3 separate regions of the Mus musculus genome follow, and all the other regions are linked to region 1. Evidence: chromatin contacts called from public Micro-C and promoter capture Hi-C data. All regions are on one chromosome and are shown on one strand. Each heading gives the region's core, a stretch centred on a gene start, on an enhancer-like site or on the middle of the called end of the contact. The rest is flanking DNA. Distances are from core to core; before and after follow the strand shown. Region 1 holds the start of Wdr48 (WD repeat domain 48). Region 2 holds the start of Acvr2b (activin receptor IIB). Region 3 overlaps Acvr2b (activin receptor IIB).

Evidence for each region. Promoter capture Hi-C pulls out the DNA fragments that hold promoters and counts their contacts. Hi-C and Micro-C count contacts between places; a contact is called where the count stands out from the background.
Region 2: a Micro-C map of embryonic stem cells shows a contact between it and region 1, with 5 times the contacts expected there. The contact joins the promoter of Acvr2b here to the promoter of Wdr48 in region 1. A contact is called at or near these places in 8 of 39 promoter capture datasets (the C10 cell line, the SN4741 cell line, embryonic stem cells and 4 more), 8 of 484 Hi-C or Micro-C datasets (the G1E-ER4 cell line, cerebral cortex, double positive thymocytes and 3 more), 12 of 115 datasets of contacts at active chromatin or transcription factors (astrocytes, differentiating embryonic stem cells, embryonic basal ganglia and 9 more) and 2 of 9 other capture datasets (adipose tissue and macrophages).
Region 3: a contact with region 1 is called in a promoter capture Hi-C map of cranial neural crest. The contact joins the enhancer-like site here to the promoter of Wdr48 in region 1. A contact is called at or near these places in 2 of 39 promoter capture datasets (cranial neural crest and embryonic stem cells) and 5 of 115 datasets of contacts at active chromatin or transcription factors (embryonic basal ganglia, embryonic forebrain, embryonic midbrain and 2 more).

What each region holds. Positions count from the first base shown.
Region 1 is chr9:119,893,024-119,897,358 of GRCm38.p6, forward strand. It overlaps Wdr48 (WD repeat domain 48), which reads left to right and starts at 1,872. Exons shown (of 19, transcript NM_026236.3): 1 at 1,872-1,934. The coding sequence starts at 1,887. It overlaps Gm2449 (a long non-coding RNA gene), which reads right to left and starts at 1,889. Exons shown (of 7, transcript XR_871350.2): 1 at 1,803-1,889; 2 at 504-624; 3 at 45-163.
Region 2 is chr9:119,400,370-119,404,704 of GRCm38.p6, forward strand. Acvr2b (activin receptor IIB) reads left to right here and starts at 1,809. Exons shown (of 11, transcript NM_001313757.1): 1 at 1,809-2,228. The coding sequence starts at 2,177.
Region 3 is chr9:119,422,913-119,427,247 of GRCm38.p6, forward strand. All of the region lies in intron 1 of Acvr2b (activin receptor IIB), which reads left to right. Among named protein-coding and RNA genes, the nearest start is that of Exog, 20 kb to the right of the region's middle. Within about 2 kb of position 2,554, at least 102 of the 459 cell types and tissues checked have an H3K27ac peak or open chromatin away from gene starts, as enhancers often do.

The sequences.
Region 1 (4,335 bases), core at 622-3,121:
TATGTCCTTCCCCAACTCCTCTAGGAACCCTCCACACATCTTACCCTCATGTCCTCTCCTTTTCAGTGTTAAGAACCCAGAGTTCATTCAGTGCCGCGTGTTGGAATATTTACAGGTCTTCTGCAGATAACCATAGCAGCACATGGGGCAATGGCTGTACCATCTGAAAGACAGTATTCCACAGGCTCTGCCCATTTCTCAGCTCTTACATCCTTTCTGCCATTTTTTTTTCAGAGTTCCCCGAGACACCCAACAGTCACTTAGTCTCAGCATTTTCAGTCTCTGCATCAACTGCTGCTTGCTACAGAAAGTGCCTCTGGCTGTGGCTGAGGACAGTACGGATTTGTGGATATACATATAAATTTCTAGAAAGAAGTCTGATAACATGTAATTTAGCAAAACCACAGTAACAGGTTCCTCCCTGTGGCCGTGATGCCCCGAGCCATGGGATTTACAGGACCAGGTTACAGTACCAAGCTGGAATTCCTTCCAGTAGAACAGACCTCAAATCCAAAAGTAATTGGTTGCCCTCATAACCCTACAGCAGCGGGCACATCTTGCCTGGCAAGGTGGTCGGCTGGTTTATCACGGATGCTTCTTTTTCCCTGGCAGGATTCACAGCACCTATGAAAGCCAGTCATCACAGAGAAGCCAGTCATCACAGAGTCATCACAGAGAAGCCAGTCATCACAGAGTCATCACTGACAAGTTTTTGGGTCAGTGCACTTTGATGTCTCTGTGTCCAGCTACCAAAGTATACAGTGTCTCCAGCAATAGTGTCTTACTACTTAGTTTCGGTGGGCAACCAAGTGCAACAGCTATAGCCTGTATTGTTTTAGGGGCTTCTGGGTCTTCCCTGACCATGTCATAGAAAGCTATCCCATGCCTGGCATTGAGATTTTCATCTAATAATGCATGTCTTTTGGGGGGAATCATTTTCCATCCATGCAAGTGTATCTCTTTGAAATTCTGTATTTTAGATTTACTTCTATTTTGGGAGAGTGTTCTACCTGCGTCCGAAAGGGGGCGTGTGGGACTGGAGTTTATTGCAGCTCATGAACTCCCAGGTGAATGCTGGGAACCAAACCCAGGTCCTCTGCAAGTGCTCTCAACTTCTCAGCCATCTCTCCAGCCCCTTTGTATTTTTTAATTAGTTTATAAAGGTAGTGGGTTTCCATAGGGGTTATAGTACTTTGGTCATGTTTTTGCCAAAACGATCATTTAAAATATATTGTCAAGTTAGCAGGGCCTATGCGAACATTATCTCACTTAACATCCTAAGATCCATATTATAGCTGTACAGGCACACGTCTGTAATTCTGAGAGTCTGGGTAAGATCCTGAGGGGGCTGGTGAGATGAATCACTGGATAAAGGTGCCTACTGCCAAGCCTGAGTTAGAATCTCAAGGCCCACATAGTGGAAGAAGAAGACTACCACAAGTTGTCCTCTCCGCTGGTGTTTGAGAACAGCCAGGACTACACAGCGAGACCATGCCTCAAAATAACTAAATGACAACAACATTTTATTATTATTATTTTTAAAACCTATAAATATGGAGTTAGAGACGTGGTCCAGTTGCTAAGCACTGGCTTAAGTGGCTGGGGCACGACTTAAGCACGACTCTCTTGAGCGCTTTCTCTCTGCATGCAGGCGCTGGGACGGCCCTGGGGCTTAGCTGCACAGAGGTAGACCAGTACGGGCCCCCAAGCCCTGGTTCCAAGAGCGTTCCCGCCCACACGCTGCTATTTCTCCGCCAGCGCCTCCCCTCGCAACCAGCCCGGAAAGCCTACGCCCTACCTACCTTCTACCCAACCACAGAGTAGGGCGGGACATCCGCTGGCGCTTCAACTCTCCCGGAAGTGACGTCGGAGTGTCAACATGCAAGATGGCGGCCCATCACCGGCAGAACACAGCCGGGCGGAGGAAAGTGCAGGTATGGCGGCCCGGCTCCGCGGCCTTGGCGACACTGCCGTCGGCTCTGGTACCCCCGCGGGCGGGCGGATGCCTCGGGCCGCGGCTGGCCGGGTTCGACAGCCGGAGGATGGCGGGGCGGGGCGCAGCGGCGCGAGGGGTGGGGCCGGGGCGCCAACGGCCTGAGGTGGCGGCGGGCGGACTGGGCGCGCGGGCCTCGCGAGCGGTCGCGGGGAACCGCCGTCCCGGCGAACCGCCGTCCCGGGACACCGGGCCTGCGGCGGCGCCATGGGCCTGCTGCCCGCTCACCTGCCTCTGCTCTCGGCCGCCTTCCTCCGGAACAGCCGCGACCCGGCGGCGGAGGCCTCGCGGCGCCCGCGGGTGGGTGAGGCCGGGAAGCGAGGGGCCTTGCGGGGGCGTGGCGGGTCCGGGTCGCACGTGGGAGCGCTGTGCTGGAGGAAATGACAGTGTCCCTTCCTTAGCGATGGGCTTTGCCTCCGCCCTCCACCGTCCTCACTATGCATCTTCCGGGCTTCCTTTTTAGTCCTCATCTCCCTAACGTCGGAATCTCCAGTGATGAGCTCGCTGACCCGCACCGTGGGTGCTTTGGGTTTCCCCAAATCACGTTGGTTTGGTGTACGTTTGAGTTTTGCTTGCTGCCTTGTGTGCTGGGGATAAAGCTCGTTTAGCAGAGCCCTTCCTGTCCTGAGCAAGGTTCAAACCCCCTGCTCCACATAAAACCAGGCATGCTTGGTACCCGCCTGTACTTCTAGCGCTGCTTGTGTGTGTGTGTTTCTGTGGTGACGACAGGGGAATCGGAAATTCAAGGTCATCCTCCAGTACCTACCAAGTTTGAGATCAATCAGTCTGGGCTACACGAGACACACTGCCTTAAAAAAAAAAATGCATTCAGTCATTAAAGTGGACTGAGTGCATAGACTTGCCGCACAGAGGAGAAGAGACTAAAAGGGTTTAGCAGTCAGTAAACACTCCACGGATTGAACTCAGTGTTCAGAAGGGAGGGCCAAAGGTGAGTAACCCCAGCATAAGGCTGGAAAGCTGTGGCATTTTCTGAATGAGTGTCCTCTTTATAGTACTGACTTCCATTTGTTGGCCCTGTGTGCTCACTAATGGTTGTTTAATGGTTAGAATTGGGCTGACTGGGAGATGGTCAGTCTGGTGGAAGGCCTGTAGCACAAACATGAGGATCTGAATATCTGCGTCCACGTAAACATCTCTATCCCCTCACTTGAAAAGACGCCTGGCATGTGGGTTGGCACTTGAAATCTCAGCTCTAGGGAGGCAGAAAATGGAGTGTCCCTGAAGCTTGATGGCTGTCTAGTCCTGCTGATTGATAAACTCCAGGTCCCATGAAAGAAACAGGGTGGAGAGTGAGCAATGAGGGAAGGCACCCAGGTCACCCTGTAGCCTCCACATGCATGTGTCCCTATGTGCTTATGCCCCTGTGCACCACACTCACACAGGCGCTCACGCACTCACACGCTCACTAACAAGTAATAAATACTTTACAGGATCAGTGAGGTGACAAGAATGTAAAAATCCCCTAGCTTTCCCTGGGTAGGTGCTGCTTTCCTTCCAAATGGCATTGATGGCACTGAAGTAGCCCCAGCCTCCAGGCCAAGGGGGTGAAAACACTGATTTCAACTAAGTTGTAACTTAGTCCAGTTCCACACACTAGGACGGTGGTTCTTGATAGAGTAAGGATTATCAGTTCGTTCAGTTTGGGGTAAAGACTTAAAAGACATGGGCTTGCAAGATGGCTTGGAGGGGAGGTGTGCTTGCTGCCAAGCCTGAAGACTTGAGTTTGATTCCTGGGACCCACAAAGTGGACAGTGAAAACTGGCTCCAAGTTATCCTTGACTCTGGGGGAATACACCTCAGTGTAGAGCACGTGCCTGCCTCTCACAAGGCTCTGTCCTTAGCATCTTTTAAAAACATTTTTTAAAACAACACACACAACAGAGAAGAGTAGAGAAGAAAATCACATCAGGTGCCAAAAAAGTGTTTAAATAGGCTAGATGTCGGCTGGTGCGTATAGACCTAGGGAGAAGCTGATTCCACACTCAGCTGGCCAGAGGATGAAGGTAGAATTTGGTGTTTAGCACTTTGTTCAACAGCAAACCAATTGTGATTGGACACTATTTCCTATCAAAATCTGAAACTAGCCTGCTAAGAGAAGGTTTAGGATTTGTCCAGTAGGTACAGAGCAATGCTAGAAGCCTCGGAGACTGATTTCATCTCCTATTGCACAGAAGGGATGCACGCATGCACATTGCAAGAACTTACAAATGGTGCAAAAGTATAAATTGTAGTTGTTCTTCGATGTCTCAAGAACAGCAACTGTGTAGTGTCCTGTGTCACTTCAGCCTGCTCACTCTTTATACATTAGGGTAACTCGGTCT
Region 2 (4,335 bases), core at 559-3,058, 490 kb before region 1:
ACACGTGTGCATGCATGTGCATGCACACAGAGGTGTTTGTGGAGATCAGGAGAGGAAGTCAATGTTCTTGAGGTTGGAATTACAGACACTTGTGAATCGTCCAGTCTGGGTCCTGGGAACCAACCAAATCCAGGTTCTCTGCAAAAAGAGCAAGTGCTTTTTACCGCTGAGCCATCCAACCCCAGAGTCCCATCTTTTAAAAAGTCACCTCAGTTACCATTTAGAAAGGGTGCTAGTACCATAGAGATGGCTCACAAGTACTGGGACCTGATGCCAATCCTTAGGATTTGAGTTTGATTCCCAGCTCCTACAGAGTGGAAAGACAGAACCAACTGCAAGTTGTCATCCAACCTCAATGTGTTCATGCTCTCTCTCTTCTGTCTCTGTCTGTCTGCTTCTCTCCTTAACACACACACACACACACACACACACACACACACACACATGCATGCACACATACACATACAAACACACATATAAATAAGTAAAATATAATAAAAATCTTAAAAGAAATAGAAGATACACTTAGCAACGTGAATGGACCCTAGTGACATCTAAGGAGCCCCTCAGCCCTCTGCTGTTAAAGCTGCCCAGATGTGAGATGGAGGGTGCTGGTGGCACGGGGCATATGGAAACATATGACTGTATGTTGGATGCACATAGATACAGGCAAGAGAGCACACACACAATCAATCAATAAACGAACGAAAAATAGGAAGAGTCACAGATGGACTGCGAGCTCGAGGCCACCTGAGGATTACATAAGGAGAGGAAAAAGACCACATTTAAGAGCAAAGGTTGTCAGACAAGGTGCAGACTTCTTGGGAAGCTGAGGATCCCTACCTCAACACCAAAGCCGTAGCAGAAAGAAACTCTACCCAAGTCTGGAGGACTTCAACACCGTCATTTTCATAAGGGAAGTCCGAGGCTCGAGCAAATGAAATGACCCAGGCTGGGGGGGGGGGGCGGCGGGGGGGAGCGTCCTTCCTCCTATGACCCACTGCTCTTGGTGAGGCAGGAGGTAACTATCCGAGGATTCCATAGCATTTTTTTCCCCTGAGTAGTGACTGGCTTTTCCAGTGTAGCTGGGAGGCCGATTGCTCTCACACTCTGATTGTGTAACATCTGAAATGGAGGGATCTGGTGTGTGTGCGTGTGTGAAAGGAACAGAGGCATGTTCTGAACAGATCTTTAGAGGTGGGAGGAGTGCTGAAGGTAAGATGAAGGATGCTGGATTGCTGAGGATCCTTCAGAAAGCAGGTCGCCAACAGTTCTTTCCCACCTGCAGCTGCTCTGTGGGTCCTCCTCTGCTTGGAGATAACTGTGCGTGCGTTGTGAGGAACTGCTGTCAATTCAGACTTCAGCGTTTTCCTGCCAATTAATTAGCCCATAAATGGGAGCTGGAGGGCAGAGGTCCTAGGTTATGGGGACCAGGAGCTACCCACTCACTCAGGGGTCCCAGAGGAGCGTGCATCCCGTAGCGTGGGCTCCATAGCACGGGGCAGGAAAGCACCAGCCAAGTTGTGGGCAGTCCAATCCCACCAGCTCGGAGAGCGCGCCCCGCCTAGCCCTAGAGTCTGGTGCTGCAGGCGCGCTGTCTCCAGAGGGCGCGGGCTGGGGGGCGGAGCCTCGGTGTTGTTGTTCCTCTCCGGCCCCGCCCCCAAGGGGGGCGCGGACCACGCGGCCGGAGGGCCCGCCTCCCCTCCCCCTCCCCGCCCAGCTCGCCCGCCTCTTTGTATCCAACATCCGGGTTTCCCCGCTGGCTCGGCTCCGTGGCCACCGCTCAGGAGCCATTTTGGACTCGGTTCAGGTCCCCTCCCCCACCCCTCCCCCGTTCATGGCCCCTCCGGACTCGGCCCCTGCGCCCGGGGCCCGGGCCCAGCCCCGTTGCGCCATGCCCGCGTCGGGCGCGCCCTGGCCCGCGCCCCGCCGCCGCCCCCCGGCTCCCGCGTCGCCCCATAGCCCGGGCCGCACTGCGCGCCGCCCGCAGCGGCCCTGAGCCCCTATCTCCGCATACTGCCTGGGAACCGAAGCGCAGAAGCGCGCGCTCCTGGAAGCGAGACCCAGAGAAGGAGCGGGAAGCAGAGCGCAGCCGCCGCCGGGCCCTGCGCGCCCCGGGAGCGCAGCGCGGCCCTGCCCGCGGGCTCCGGGTGTCCGCGGGGCGGCGCCGCGGAACATGACGGCGCCCTGGGCGGCCCTCGCCCTTCTCTGGGGATCGCTGTGCGCCGGTAAGGACCGGGCGCGTCGTGGGGGTGCAGGGACCTGGGGCGCGCGGTGTTTACCAACAAAGGGCGGCCCCGCGGCCTCGGCGCCGCGCCACCTGCCTGGGATCGGGGTCGCGCGGGGCGCTCTGGTGCTTGCGATCTTAGAGGCGAGCTCGCCCGTGCGGTTCCTCTGCGCGATTCTGGCTCGCAGAGGTTCTAGGTGATGGGGGAACCTGGAGCGTCAGGGTCGGGGTTCAGGTTCCGCGGGTGTGCGGACCCCAGGGATAGAGCGGGGAAAACCTAAGCGTGGGGAAGGCGGCCAAGCGGGGTGGGCATCTAATTGGGGGCGGCTGGGTTGGGGCTGCTCGCCCCTGAGAGTCATAGGTGTCGCAAAGCGAAGCGGACGGCTTTCCATAGCCCGCCCGGAGTCCTCTGCATCCCGTCCCGCCACTCCGCGTCGCGATCCTCATGCGAGTGGCTCCTACCTGCGCCCGCTTTTCTTGCAGCGGGCCGCAGATGCGCCCTCGTGGGACCGCTTTTGTTTTGGGCAACTGGGAGTGGAGAAGGGTTGAAGAGGCGAACCAACAGGTCTCAGATCGCTTCGGCCGGCACGTGGCGGGCGTGAGTGACCCGCGGTCAGCTCGCAGCCGCCTGCGGGCTGTGGATAGCTGGTGCGCGTCTGCTTGGGACTAGAAGGTGTGGGTGTGTACGCACGAAGTTGTGTTGGGAAAGCGCTTTCTCCCCCAAAGCCTAGGCACTGATTTCTGTGTCCCGATGGTGCTGAAGCGTGCTCAACTTTGTAGGAGCTCCGGGGCGGGCTTAGGGCAGTTCCAGGAAACGTGGACAGTCGGGCATTAAGACTCCAGAGAAAAGATCGTGGAGATTAGGACGGCTGGTGCCCGGTGGCTGGGGCTCTGGGTCCTGCGCGTCTTTGTTCCCAACCCCCATTACACATGCAGCTCGGGTCCCCTGCGGCCCGAGGTGGCAGCAGCGCGGAGTCTGGGAAACCCGCGAGGGGCGGGGCCCGGAGTGTAGGGAAGGGCTGGGATCCCCCTTGCAGCTGCGGGGGTGGGTATCCCAGATGGTCATTGCACCCCCTCACAGGGATCCTCACTTTCAATCTTTTCTATTACAAGGTAGTGAGGGTTAGCTGTTAATTCCGACCCCGAGAGTTTTTGCACGAGCCTGGGTGCGGTGGAGCATGAGTGTACGAACCAGAGGGCAGAGATAACTTCTTTGCTACCCGAGCCCACTGTTGGGAAGCGGTTTCAGTGCTGTCCTGGAGTGGTAGAGGCAACGCGGTGCTCAGGGTGAACATTTTGTTTCTTTCTGCCACTCCCCGAAGTGTTGCTCCAGAGATTTTTCACCCCAAGAATGAGAGCCTGGAAGTGATGGAAAACAGTGGTCTGCTCCGGGGAGGGCGGCAGCAGGCTGACCCCAAGTTATAGGACCAACCTCTAGTCGGCTCTTGACTTACTGGATTTCTGCACCTGGACATGTATGTGCCTTGCCTCTTTTAAGTTTAGGTTTGTTGAAAGCATTGTCTCAGGACCGTTCGCCTCAGACTAGAAGTCTGTATGTACATCACTGCTCCTGTTTGTTCCAGTTTGACCTCACCAGTCACTTCCCATTTGGAGGGGCAGAGTGAGAGTGGATCCCTGGTACCACATTTGCTGCACTGTTTGGGGGAGTGCATAACGGAACACAGAGGCACGTGTTCTGACTCAACCTGTGGTTCTGCCTTTGGGGATAGAGTCACCTGTGTTGTGGTGGCTGCTGCTTTCTCTTTTGAGGAACTGGAGGAAAACTTTGAAGGGTTGGGGTAGAGCTGGCCTTCCTGTGCCTCTGGCTTCAGAGATCTTTCCTTCATGTTTCTGGCTTGATATTCGGAATTACTCAGCTCTGTGGTAAAAAGGAGAGATCTGTATATTGGTGCTGCCAGCGGGAACATGGGCTCGACAGATATATTCAACTTAAAAATTCCCAACAGCCCTGTTAGTAAAAGAAAGAAATAGCTGTGTCTTTAGTGTTTTCTGACTGCTTTCATACCGCAGGACTGGGTGGTTCAAACAGCAGTGTGAGGCTGGAGAGATGGCTCAGTGGTTAAGAGTGCTTGCTGCTCTTGCAGGGG
Region 3 (4,335 bases), core at 1,304-3,803, 470 kb before region 1:
AGCTCTGGCCCCTCCAGCACATCACCATCATGTAGGATGGTTTTGGTAGTGGGGGAGCCCCAAATGTCTATCAGGGCAAGGCTTTATAGTAAGCATCAATCAGGGAATGCATGTGTGCAAGCATCTAATTGGGAAGCTCCTATGGCCCTTAACACAGTTGGCTGGTGCTGGGAGTCCTATCATAAACTTAACTTCTGCTCCCCTCTGCATTGGTGGTTGTTAGGCAAGGGGCTTGTAACCTGGGGTACGGGTTTGTTGGGGGGATAACCAGGAGACACTGGTCTTGTTGGGGGTGTAACCTGGAAACTCTGCTCTTGTTGGGGATTAGCCTAGAGACTAGAGCTAGGCTCAGGTTCTGTTGGGGGGCAACTTGGAAACTAATGCTAGATACCAGCCTGTTAGTCTACGTAAGTTTAAACTTAGGTCATGTGCTCTAAAATGGAGCCTGAATATAAAAGCTTTGGCATCTCACTGGTGGTCTTAAGGTTTGATAGCCCAGCTCTGCTTGCAGCCCGTGCCTGCCTCCTGAAGCCCAGCCCTGCTTGCAGCCCGAGCCTGCCTCCTGAAGCCCCCCAGCGAGCAAGCAGCCTTGAGCTCCTGCCCCTGCTGATCGATCCATCGGTGTTGCTGGTCACCTCACATTTCTGCCCTCAGATTCCTTCCTCCCCACAGATGATGAGCCAAAATAACTCCCGAGAAAGGGAGCTAATATACCTAGTCCCAAGATCCCATTATAGCCGCAAAAAAGCAGCCTTGGCTGTATAAACCACAAATAATGTTTTAGAGATGTATACAGACAGCAAAAATATTGAATACTGAGTATAATCTGTTCACAGTTTATTCCCATGCGGATTTCATATTAATGAAAGTCGAAAGGTGATGGAATTAATCTAGACGCTTCAGGGAGAGGTGGTGGAAAGGCAGATTAATGCAGATGTAGAGTCTCAGGTACACTTCAGATTAGCTAATGCTGGGACAGAAGGGAACCTGAGCTTCCAGGTCACAGGTGGTAATCCCTGTTGCTCAGTGGTTAGCTTGCATGAAGTGCTGTGTTTGATCAGCCGACAGAACTGCAGGAAAGAAAAGAAAACAAGGAACAAATGGAGATTGGAATAGAGTTTAACCATGAATGTGTTAGGACTCCGGTTTTAAGGAAGCATTAGATTGAATTGTAGAAAGCTCAAGTGGGCAGAAAGCTTTGAAATGAAAGTAGGAAGGAAAAGATAAATTGGGAAAACGCCACAAGAAATGTTCTAGGTAAGTTAGCACCAGCTAGACATACTCACCTTCTCCACAGACAGGGTTTCTCTGTGTAGCCCTGGCTGTCCTGGAACTCAAACTCAGAAATCTGCCTGCCTCTGCCTCCCAAGTGCGGGAGTGTCAGGACTAAAGGCGTGCACCACCACCACCTGGCCTTTTGATAGCATGAACAAAAAATGGTTACTGCACAGCGATACCCATGAGCATAGACTTCCCTCAGCATAAGGAGAAGGTACCTGGCCAGGAAGTGGGAAGGCTGGCCAGTGTTCCCAGGGGAGCTCGGCTGAGGGTGTGCCTCGGTGGGCTGCTCTCGGAAACTGGGTCGATTGTTTTGGAGAAGGATTTGGAAGAATGTACTGAATCAAAGCTGCTTAGGCTCAGCATTCCCAGGACGGGAGGAAACGCTCACCAAGAAGCTTCATGCGTGATGGCTTTGCTCACATGACAGCTGTACATAACCCGAGGGTCCAGCCGGTGAACCAGGTGAGGTCACACTGGGCAGTCCCTGGGCTCCGAAACATGGAACTTCAGGATGTGGCCTGCAAAGAGCCTTAACCTCTGCTTCACTTAGTTCTGTCATCTTAGGGGTTCACTCGGGGTTCTCCATCATACAGTGCCTGGGGTGTGACAAGTGGGTGTTAGTCTAGGTGACACATAAATACAGATGAGGCCAAAAAGTAGAATTAAAGTGGTTTGGTTCTCTGGAGTAAGGATTTAAAAGAAACTTGTTTTATGGTGTTGGTATTTTGCATGAATGTGCATGCACACAGTGTGTGCATTGCCGCTGGAACTAGAGTTCCAGGTGGTTGTGAGCCACCACGTGGATGCTGGGAACCAAAGCCATTTGTTTTCAACCAAAGAATAAGTTCTTGTAACCACTAGCCCCACAGTGAAGGATTCTAAGATAAACTGTAGTTACTTGACGGGTTCTTTCCTCCCAGTCTGCCAATATGGGTTCATGCATATGTGCGGGGTGTGTGTGTGTGTGTGTGTGTGTGTGATGCTCCAGCCTTGCCCACCCTTTCTCTTCTGTAGGTTCCCCTTCTGTAGCCACCCTGGTTGTGGTCCTGGGGACTGATGGAAATGCAGCTGTGTAGGGTGGGGAGGCAGGGCCAGTTGGGGAGACTCCTGACCTGGCTGCTAGGCTGTGGGCGGGAGGCCTTCATCTATTAAAGGGCTCTGTGGCCTTGTGGTTGGAATTTTGCCATATGCTATAAATAGCCAGTGTGAGAGTGTGAAGAAATGGAGCCAGGGAGGAGAGAGGAAACGGGAGGCCCCCTGGGTCTCCAGCTGGCAGTGGCCAGGGTGTGGTGTGGGAAGGGTGTGGAATGTCACATGGGATGCAGAGCTGCAGGCAGGCTTGGTGTGGGGCCTGGACTGGAAGGATCGCTACAACCCTAGGAGGCAGGTGCTGTCAGTCACCTCTCAGAGAGTGGCTAGGTGACTTGCCCCAGGCGCACAGCTGTGAGGCATCAGCAGTCTGGCCAGCTCAAAGCTGCTCTGCAGGGTCGGCTCTGGGCAGGTCTGGGAGGTCGGTGGCTCCAGTGAGCTGTTGGGTCCTCTCTGAGGCTTCATGTTGCCTTCTCAGGCTTCTCCACTGGGATCCTATGGTTGTGCCAGAGGGGCTGGTGCCTGACACTGGCCTGGAGCTAGGCCAGGCTGAGGTCTACTCTGTTTGTTGTTGCCCTTGTGACTCCAGGGGCTGATTGTAGTCTGAATGGAGGTGGACACTCTCCTGAGTCATGGGTGTAGGTCAGAGGTGGAGCGGACAGTACACACAAAGTCCAGGTTCCATCCTCAGCATCTATAGCAGGGGTCTTGCTTCGTGTTGAAGCCATCCCTCCTTCTTGTCCCCTCTGCTCATAGTCTGTCCACGCCATCTGTTACATAGGAACCCGTTCTGTGCTCAGCAGCTCAGGGCCAGCCTTGCAGGCCTGTGGGGGAAGCTGGGCATCTGGGAAGCAATTGCAGAGGACACTTAGGAGTGTTTGCGCTCCACACATGCTTTCGCTTCCTCCCGCGGGAGAAGGAGCTGTGTCCTCCCTGGACGGGGTGCTTCACATAGCTCCACTACCCACTCCTGCCACAAGTAGCCAGGGCTTGTAGACACTCTAGGTGCCACCCTGGCTTCCGGCGCTGGCTCGGGCTTTGTTTCCGGCCTATACTCATCCCTTAGAGTCTCATCCACAACCTAAAGCCTTGTGCTTGAATAAGGTCCTGGTTGGGAGAAGCCGGTGCACACCCTGTCTGAGCCCCATTCTGGATACCGAGACCCTTCTGGGCCAGGCTGAGTTCTAGCCACCTGGCAGGTTGTCACCACAAGTGTCAGGGCCTAGGCCAACAGGACCTGGCATGGCTAGGGCTGAGGCTGGGTTCTGCCATTCTGACTGGGTAGCATTCTGACCTTCCGGGTCCTACCTGGAGCCCTAAGACTGGCGTCTTGCCCAGTTGGGGCCTCCCTGGGAGGAGCTTTTGCCTGCCGCCGTGAGATCTTGTGAGCATGTCTTGAGGGTTCCTCTTCCAGAACGGCCAGTCAGGATCCTCCTGTCTGCAATGGGCCCTGGGGAACCAAGCAGTGTTAGCAGTTGGCACCCTGCCAACCTCGGGTCAGGTGGGAGCCCCCTCCCTGATGCCCCTCTGGCCTCAGGTGGGTTATTGGAGTAGGCTGGGTGCCAGTGGATTGAGGTGCAGCAAGGCTAAGTCAGCGCTCTTTCCCGTTAGGGTGTCTGCATAAGGTTGTCAACGAGGTAATAAATGCCACACGCCCTCCGGATGTCCCACGAGGGAACAGGATACCTTTGGGATTTGTGTATTATTTCCCGTCCTATATCTAAAAGGTTCATGGGGTCATAGTGGGGCAAAAAAGGGGCACGCGCAGGGGTAGGGGTGGAGTAAGTGGGCAAAGGTGTGATGAGTGTTTGGTGTGTTCAACCATCTGCAATCGTAGCTTAGCCCTCCTGTCTGAGAAAAGTGACCCTTGGTGACCCTGGGAGCTTACCCTTTTCCTGTAAGCGTAGCTGTTCTTCAGTACCTGGTGAACACAGGTGAGAAAGAGCGCAGGAAGGTCCCAGGAAG